Regions from separate parts of the Mustela erminea genome. Here region 1 is linked to region 2. The links are chromatin contacts, called in public Hi-C maps. All regions are on one chromosome and are shown on one strand. The core of a region is the stretch at or near the end of the contact, and the rest is flanking DNA. Distances in the headings are between cores, read along the strand shown.

What was found. A called contact is a pair of places that touch in the nucleus more often than the background predicts.
Region 1: a contact with region 2 is called in a Hi-C map of fibroblasts, with 5 times the contacts expected there. The contact joins the promoter of PIK3CA here to the promoter of ZNF639 in region 2. A contact is called at or near these places in 3 of 3 Hi-C or Micro-C datasets (fibroblasts, skeletal muscle and spleen).

The regions. Positions count from the first base shown.
Region 1 is chr1:118,504,752-118,507,685 of mMusErm1.Pri, reverse strand. It overlaps PIK3CA (phosphatidylinositol 4,5-bisphosphate 3-kinase catalytic subunit alpha isoform), which reads left to right and starts at 1,326. Exons shown (of 21, transcript XM_032340358.1): 1 at 1,326-1,801.
Region 2 is chr1:118,340,435-118,343,331 of mMusErm1.Pri, reverse strand. ZNF639 (zinc finger protein 639) reads left to right here and starts at 1,424. Exons shown (of 7, transcript XM_032340339.1): 1 at 1,424-1,745.

The DNA.
Region 1 (2,934 bases), core at 77-2,576, 160 kb before region 2:
AAAATATAGCAAAGACTAGCAAAGACTACCTATTAATATTTCAAAAAACTCTGTGCCTGGAAACATAGTTTTGGAAATGCTGCCTTAAGGTTTACTTTGACTCCTGGCTCAACGTTGTTTGCTTCCTCTCCCCGTCCCCCTGCCCCCTCCCTTAAATTCCCTGCTCTGGAGTAAATAACATCATGTCCTGAAACTACGGGAAAAAATCCTGGTTCAAGAGAAAAATTTAGAAACATACGCCTCTGGAATGTAAGATGAAAAACCAGACCTTAAGAGAAAGAAAACAAGAAATAGTCAAATGATAGTATGAAAACATAAAGGAATGAATCTCATTTACGATTGCGTACGGACGTGTGATGTTAGAGCAAAAATTGGTTATTGGTCAGGTTTTTGCCCTTGGATGACAAATGGGACTATAACCTCTCTAGGGTGGGTCACTTCCAAGACGTAAAAATTCAAAAGAACGGATGTTTGAGGGCTTGTATTGCAGACTTCAATCACGTCCCGAGCCTTTTCAATACAATGAAAGACCACCAGGGGGAGAAACGCGAAGAACACTGGACCTTTATAAGAACCGCGATCTCAAAAGGCAACAGATCCCATTATTCTTAAGGAAAGGGGTGGAGGGAGTGGGATTCTGTAGCAAACAGCAGAAAGCTTGAATCTAATCTATAGCTGAGAGCTTTTCTGAAGTCTCCGTGGGCACTACGCGAAAAAAGGTCTTCTCAAGTCAGAACTGAATCCTACAAGCTGACTCAAATCTGAATTTAAACACATTGCAAAAGGTCTCCCCGGAGTGAGTCAGGATTGCAGAGGGGGGTGGCAGTGTATTACTCTTCCGATTTGGGCTATAACTTAACTTTACATTGGCAGAATGACGCGCACCAGCGCTTCCTAAAGTGCCTTCTTTCTAGTATCCATAACCATTTCGGGTTCGCCACTGACAACGGCGGTGAACCACCAAGGCCCCTTCTCTGGCCCCCAAACAAGAGGAAATCTCATTTCCTCTGTGGGCGTATAAGTGCAAGATCTTACTCGATCCCAATACTCCTGTATGTCTACCCTAGACTGCCTAGTGCCCGTGGAAACAGATACACAACACATATGCCGTCCTAGGATGACACAACATCCTCACTGCTGCAAAAGACGGAGCATAAACACACCCGCTCCAGAAAGGCACCCCTCCACCACACGAACTTCGGGCGGAAAAACAAGGCGCAAGCGCACTGCCACACTGTTACCCGATTTGCCCACTTCCCCCTCCCGGGCTCAGCAATTTCACTTCCCCTCCTTTGCACTTCTACTTCCGGGGTATTGTAGGCTCAGCCCCTCCTCAGTTCTTACCCTCCTGTGCCCGAGGAGGGGGGGAGTCGAGGGGGTGGGGAAGAGTTCGTTGTTTGTTTACACGATGTGAGCGGAAAAAGAGACCAATAAAGTTTATTCTGGAAACAAAAGGAAAAAAAACAGGGTGACAGAGAAAGGAGACGGGGGCGGGGGCCTGTGGCGGGGGCTGGAGAGAAGAGGGAGCTAGAAGGAGAAAGCGGCAGTTCCGGTGCCGCCGCTGCGGCCGCTGAGGTCTTGGGCTGCTGCTGCCGCGGCCGCTGGGGCTGGGGCCGCCGGCGAGGCAGGGCTCGGGCCCGGCCGGGCAGCTCCGGAGCGGCGGGGGAGAGGGGCCGGGAGGCGGGGGCCGTGCCGCCCGCTCTCCTCTCCCTCGGCGCCGCCGCCGCCGCCGCCGCCGCCGCCGCCCGCGGGGCTGGGACCCGATGCGGTTAGAGCCGCGGAGCCTGGAGGAGACCCGAGCGTGAGTAGAGCGCGGACTGGCCGGGAGCGGGCGCGGCCGGGCTGGGAATGGGGTGGGTGTGGGGGCCTCTCCGGCGCGCCCTGGTATTGGGCGGGGGCTCCCCACGGGTCGTCTCTCAGGGTCGGCCCGCTGCAGACTTCGGCTAGGATCGCCGCTCCCTCTTCCCCGCCTGCCGCTGGCCTCACCCAGATGCAGAGGCGAGGGCTAGCCGTGTACTCTCCTTTCCCCCTGGCCGCCTCCTCGCTCCTGGTTTCCTTCCTCTCTCATTTTTGGAGATGGGGTGGCTGGAATCTGAGGAAGTGCACCCAGGGCCGCCGCCCCGGTGGCAGTAGCTCGGTGCCCCGCACCCTTGCACGCCCACCGGGCCCGCGGGGGGCCGGGCTGCCGCGACCACCGCGGCGTGAGGGATCCTGATGGAGCCGCGGGCAGTCCCATAAGGGCTGTCATGACCCAGGACTCCGGCCCTGCCAGCCGGACGACCCTGCGTTTGTCTCACGCTGAGTTTAAATCGCCCGGCTGGGGCAGGGAAGGAAAACCGCTCCCCCCACCCCGCGGTTCCCCTCCAACCCTTTCTCTCTAGGTTGTTGTTGTTTTTGTTTTGTTTTGTTTTGTTTTCCTTTTAACCGAGACAGTCAAACGTATTGGATCTTTCATTCATAGACCCTAGACATTGTCTCGTGATTTCGGTCTTTACTAAGTCTATTATGTGATGCCCGTTTCATAGCTCCTAAGTGGTTCAGAAAGGTAGGGTACGCCCAGCATTGGACTATGTAAACACCAGACGTTCAGCCTGTGTTTTGACCGCGGCTTGAGGGGTTTATTTTAGGATGCTAAAGGAATAGTGGTGATGGTGGCTAGTCCCCAGACTTAGGAATCAGGAATCGAAAGCTATTTCTGAGATGAGGGACTGTTTACAGAGTTCTACGACGGGTGAGAAAGCGCAACAAGAGGGGGGCTTTGAGGAAAACAGCTCGTATATTCTTTAATGAATTAGAGTTGTGATTTCGTTTTAGAAAAAGCTTCCTCATTCCGGCGCCTTTGTGCACATTCGGCACACAGGTTTGCGATATGTTTTGAATCTATTTTGTGAGGCCCCGGAGAACCCCTCGAAAACTTGGGTAGATAAACTGCTG
Region 2 (2,897 bases), core at 175-2,674:
GAGATTTGAGGGTTTCATCCTCGCAGCCACCACCCCCCATTAAGAGGAAGGAAAGGAAAGGGGGGGGGACGCAAAAATGAAACTAGAAAACTTACTCGAACTAATCAAAAAACATCAAGTATCCTGACTTGTGATTATGCTAAAGGACAAGTCAACATTGTAATGCTCTTCCTATTTACTTCTCTGGGTAAGGGAAAATAGTGTGGGTTTGTTTGCTTGTTTGTTTGTTTAAGTAATGTGCTGGGGGGCTGGTAGTGTTGTTTGCTCTCACTACAGAATGTTTTGAAATAAAACTTCAGCCTAGAATGTAAAGATTTTGTTTGGCACAAGGCAACGCACGAGCGAAACAATAACTTAAAATGGTCCCATACCACCCCCTTGTGGCTTCCAATGTGTCACGTCGGGGAACAGCCCAACCAGCCGAGAGGACGGAACTGTGAATACTGTTTATGTAAGTCCAGCAAACACGTGTCCATTCCCTACCCGGCAGCGGTACGAACTATATGAGGATTAATAGATACCACTAAGTCTCTTCGTACTTTATTCAGGCCATGCCAGCCAGCATTCGTAAACATTCACTTATTTGGGCTGAGTACACAAACACATACAGTAGTCGAGGTCCTAAAAAGTGAGCATCGGAAACCGGGTGTCTCTTTAAAATACGGCTTCATCTTCTGGAATAAAGGTGAAGGAATGGGAGTAAGGTCTGGAATGATTATTCTCCAGCGTTTGGGTGGTTGGGTAACATGTGGTAATCAGAAAAAGCACAGTGGATGTGGATGAAAAGACATGGACCGCAGCCCTAACTCTCCGAGTGACCTTAAGCGCATATAATACGGGCCCCATTCATCTACTTAACAAATATTTGAAGCCCGGGTGCTGAGGTTACAAAAATGAATCAGACCTAGCCTTTAGACCCTCGCTTTTCTAATTTGTAAATTGGGACCGACAACTTCAACTTACTATCAAAAATTAAACATATGACGGGCCCCCCTTGTACAGAGATGTTCATCTTTGAAACCGTGTTCACAGGTTTATTTATGCTTGTTCAATTTAATCCTTTCCACGTCTGCTCCTAGGAGCTCTAAATCGGAAAAGGAATTAAACAATCTAATCCAATCCTCTAAAATTTTACATTCATTCCACGGGGATTTCTTGAATCAAGGAATCGGCCTGAGGCCTAATAACGACCGCGATCTTCAAAATTCTCAGCCTCCTACCCCCGCGTAGTTCTTTCGTGGGGACGCGGTACAACCTTGGCAAGGCCGTCGCCCTCTGCGTCCCCAGCAAGCAGCCGCCGCTCTGGGGGCTGAAATGCCATCTGCCTTGCCTAACTCGTGGAAGACCGCTCTCGCACGCCCCCTGGAGGAACCAGGTGGGAAAGGGGCCGCTAGCTCGCCGCGCTTCTCCCACTTCTCTGGAGGCGGGAGGAAAGGCTCGGGAGCCCGTGGTAGGGAAGTTCCCTCGGCGGCCTCGCGGGGAGCAGTTCTAGGGAGTGGAATCACCCGCTAGGCTCCGGAGGGGCGGTACCCAGCCCGGAAGAACCCTGCGGCGGCACAGAAGTGCCGGCAGGGGGCGCGGGCTGCCGGGCCACCCCCGGGGGCTAAAGGCCGGTGGTCCCTCCCAGCTCTGGTGTGCGGCGTCGCCGCGCCGCCCGATCCCCTGCCCCCCCACTCTCACCTCGTCACCTCCCCCGCCCAGTCGGCGGGCCTCTGAGGTGCGCGGCGCAGGCGCGGAGCGAGGTGGTGAGTGCGGCCGCCGAGCTGGGGCCTGGGGCTTGGCGCCTGGCGGGCAGGGCGTGAGGCGCGCGGGAGGGAGAAGGGCCGGCCCGGGGGAGCGCCCGAGAGCGCGAGGGCCACCGCGGCGCCGCCCGCCGGCAGGGCCGCGCGGCCGCTCCGCCCGCACTCGGGCGCTTCGGCTACCGCCGCCGCCTCGGAGCTGCGCCTGGGCGGGCCCCGGAGTCCTGGTGAGTGTGAGTGTGAGGAGGAGCGGGCCGGCGGCGTGCGGACGCAGCCTCCCACAGGAGAGGGCAGGGAAGACCCCACGACGTCTTTTCAAATGAAACCCTGCCTCCGTTTTCAGACGGGATGGCGGCCCCTCCCCCATCCTGGAGGCAGTTCCACCCCCCGCGGAGGACGCTCGGCCCCCTGCTGCTGTTTTCTTTATGGCGCTTTTGGGGTCGGGGTTTAGGAGTCCCCGCTGGTCGCCTGGCCCTGCTGGGCCCGGCGCGTGGCGCGGGCGTGGAGGCGGCTAGGTCCGGGGGTCTCCTGCGCGGCCCCTCTGACCGGCGTGTCCGGTGGCGCCTGGGCTCCCGAAGCCGGTCGGTGCCAGGCTGGCCCCCCGCGGTGCGGAGCGGCTTGGGGACTCGCTGCGAATCCCTTGTTCGCCCGCAAGCCTCCGCGGCCGAATGCAGCCTGGCGCTCTCATCTCGGGCCAGTGGCCTGCCCCCCCCTTCGGGTGCCCCTACACCCCTTTAGCTTTTCTTTTTCAGTACAACCTACGACGCGAGTAATTTGAAATAATTTCAACTACCTCTTTGCGAAGAGGTAAAAATTTGGGCAAAGACTGGTAACTCAAGTTGGACGTACCGTGGGTTCTGGTTTAAAAACTCTACTGAAACATTTTTGTGTTTCAGTTCTTTTAAAATCTGGAGAATATGTACTTATTCTGAAAGGAGGATGAAAAAAACTTGCTTTTAAAACCTTGTAAAAATAGAGCTTTTGATTGTGAATACTTGCCTTATTTTTATACCAGTTAGAGAGTATTTATATGAGATGAAAGGCCTTCGATGTCGATCTGTTTGATACAGGTACTGATTGCGTGTTAAATGGCATTTTGTACAGACATTCTTGAAAAAAATGACAGGTGGAGAGATGCTGATAGGTATTTTGTAAGTT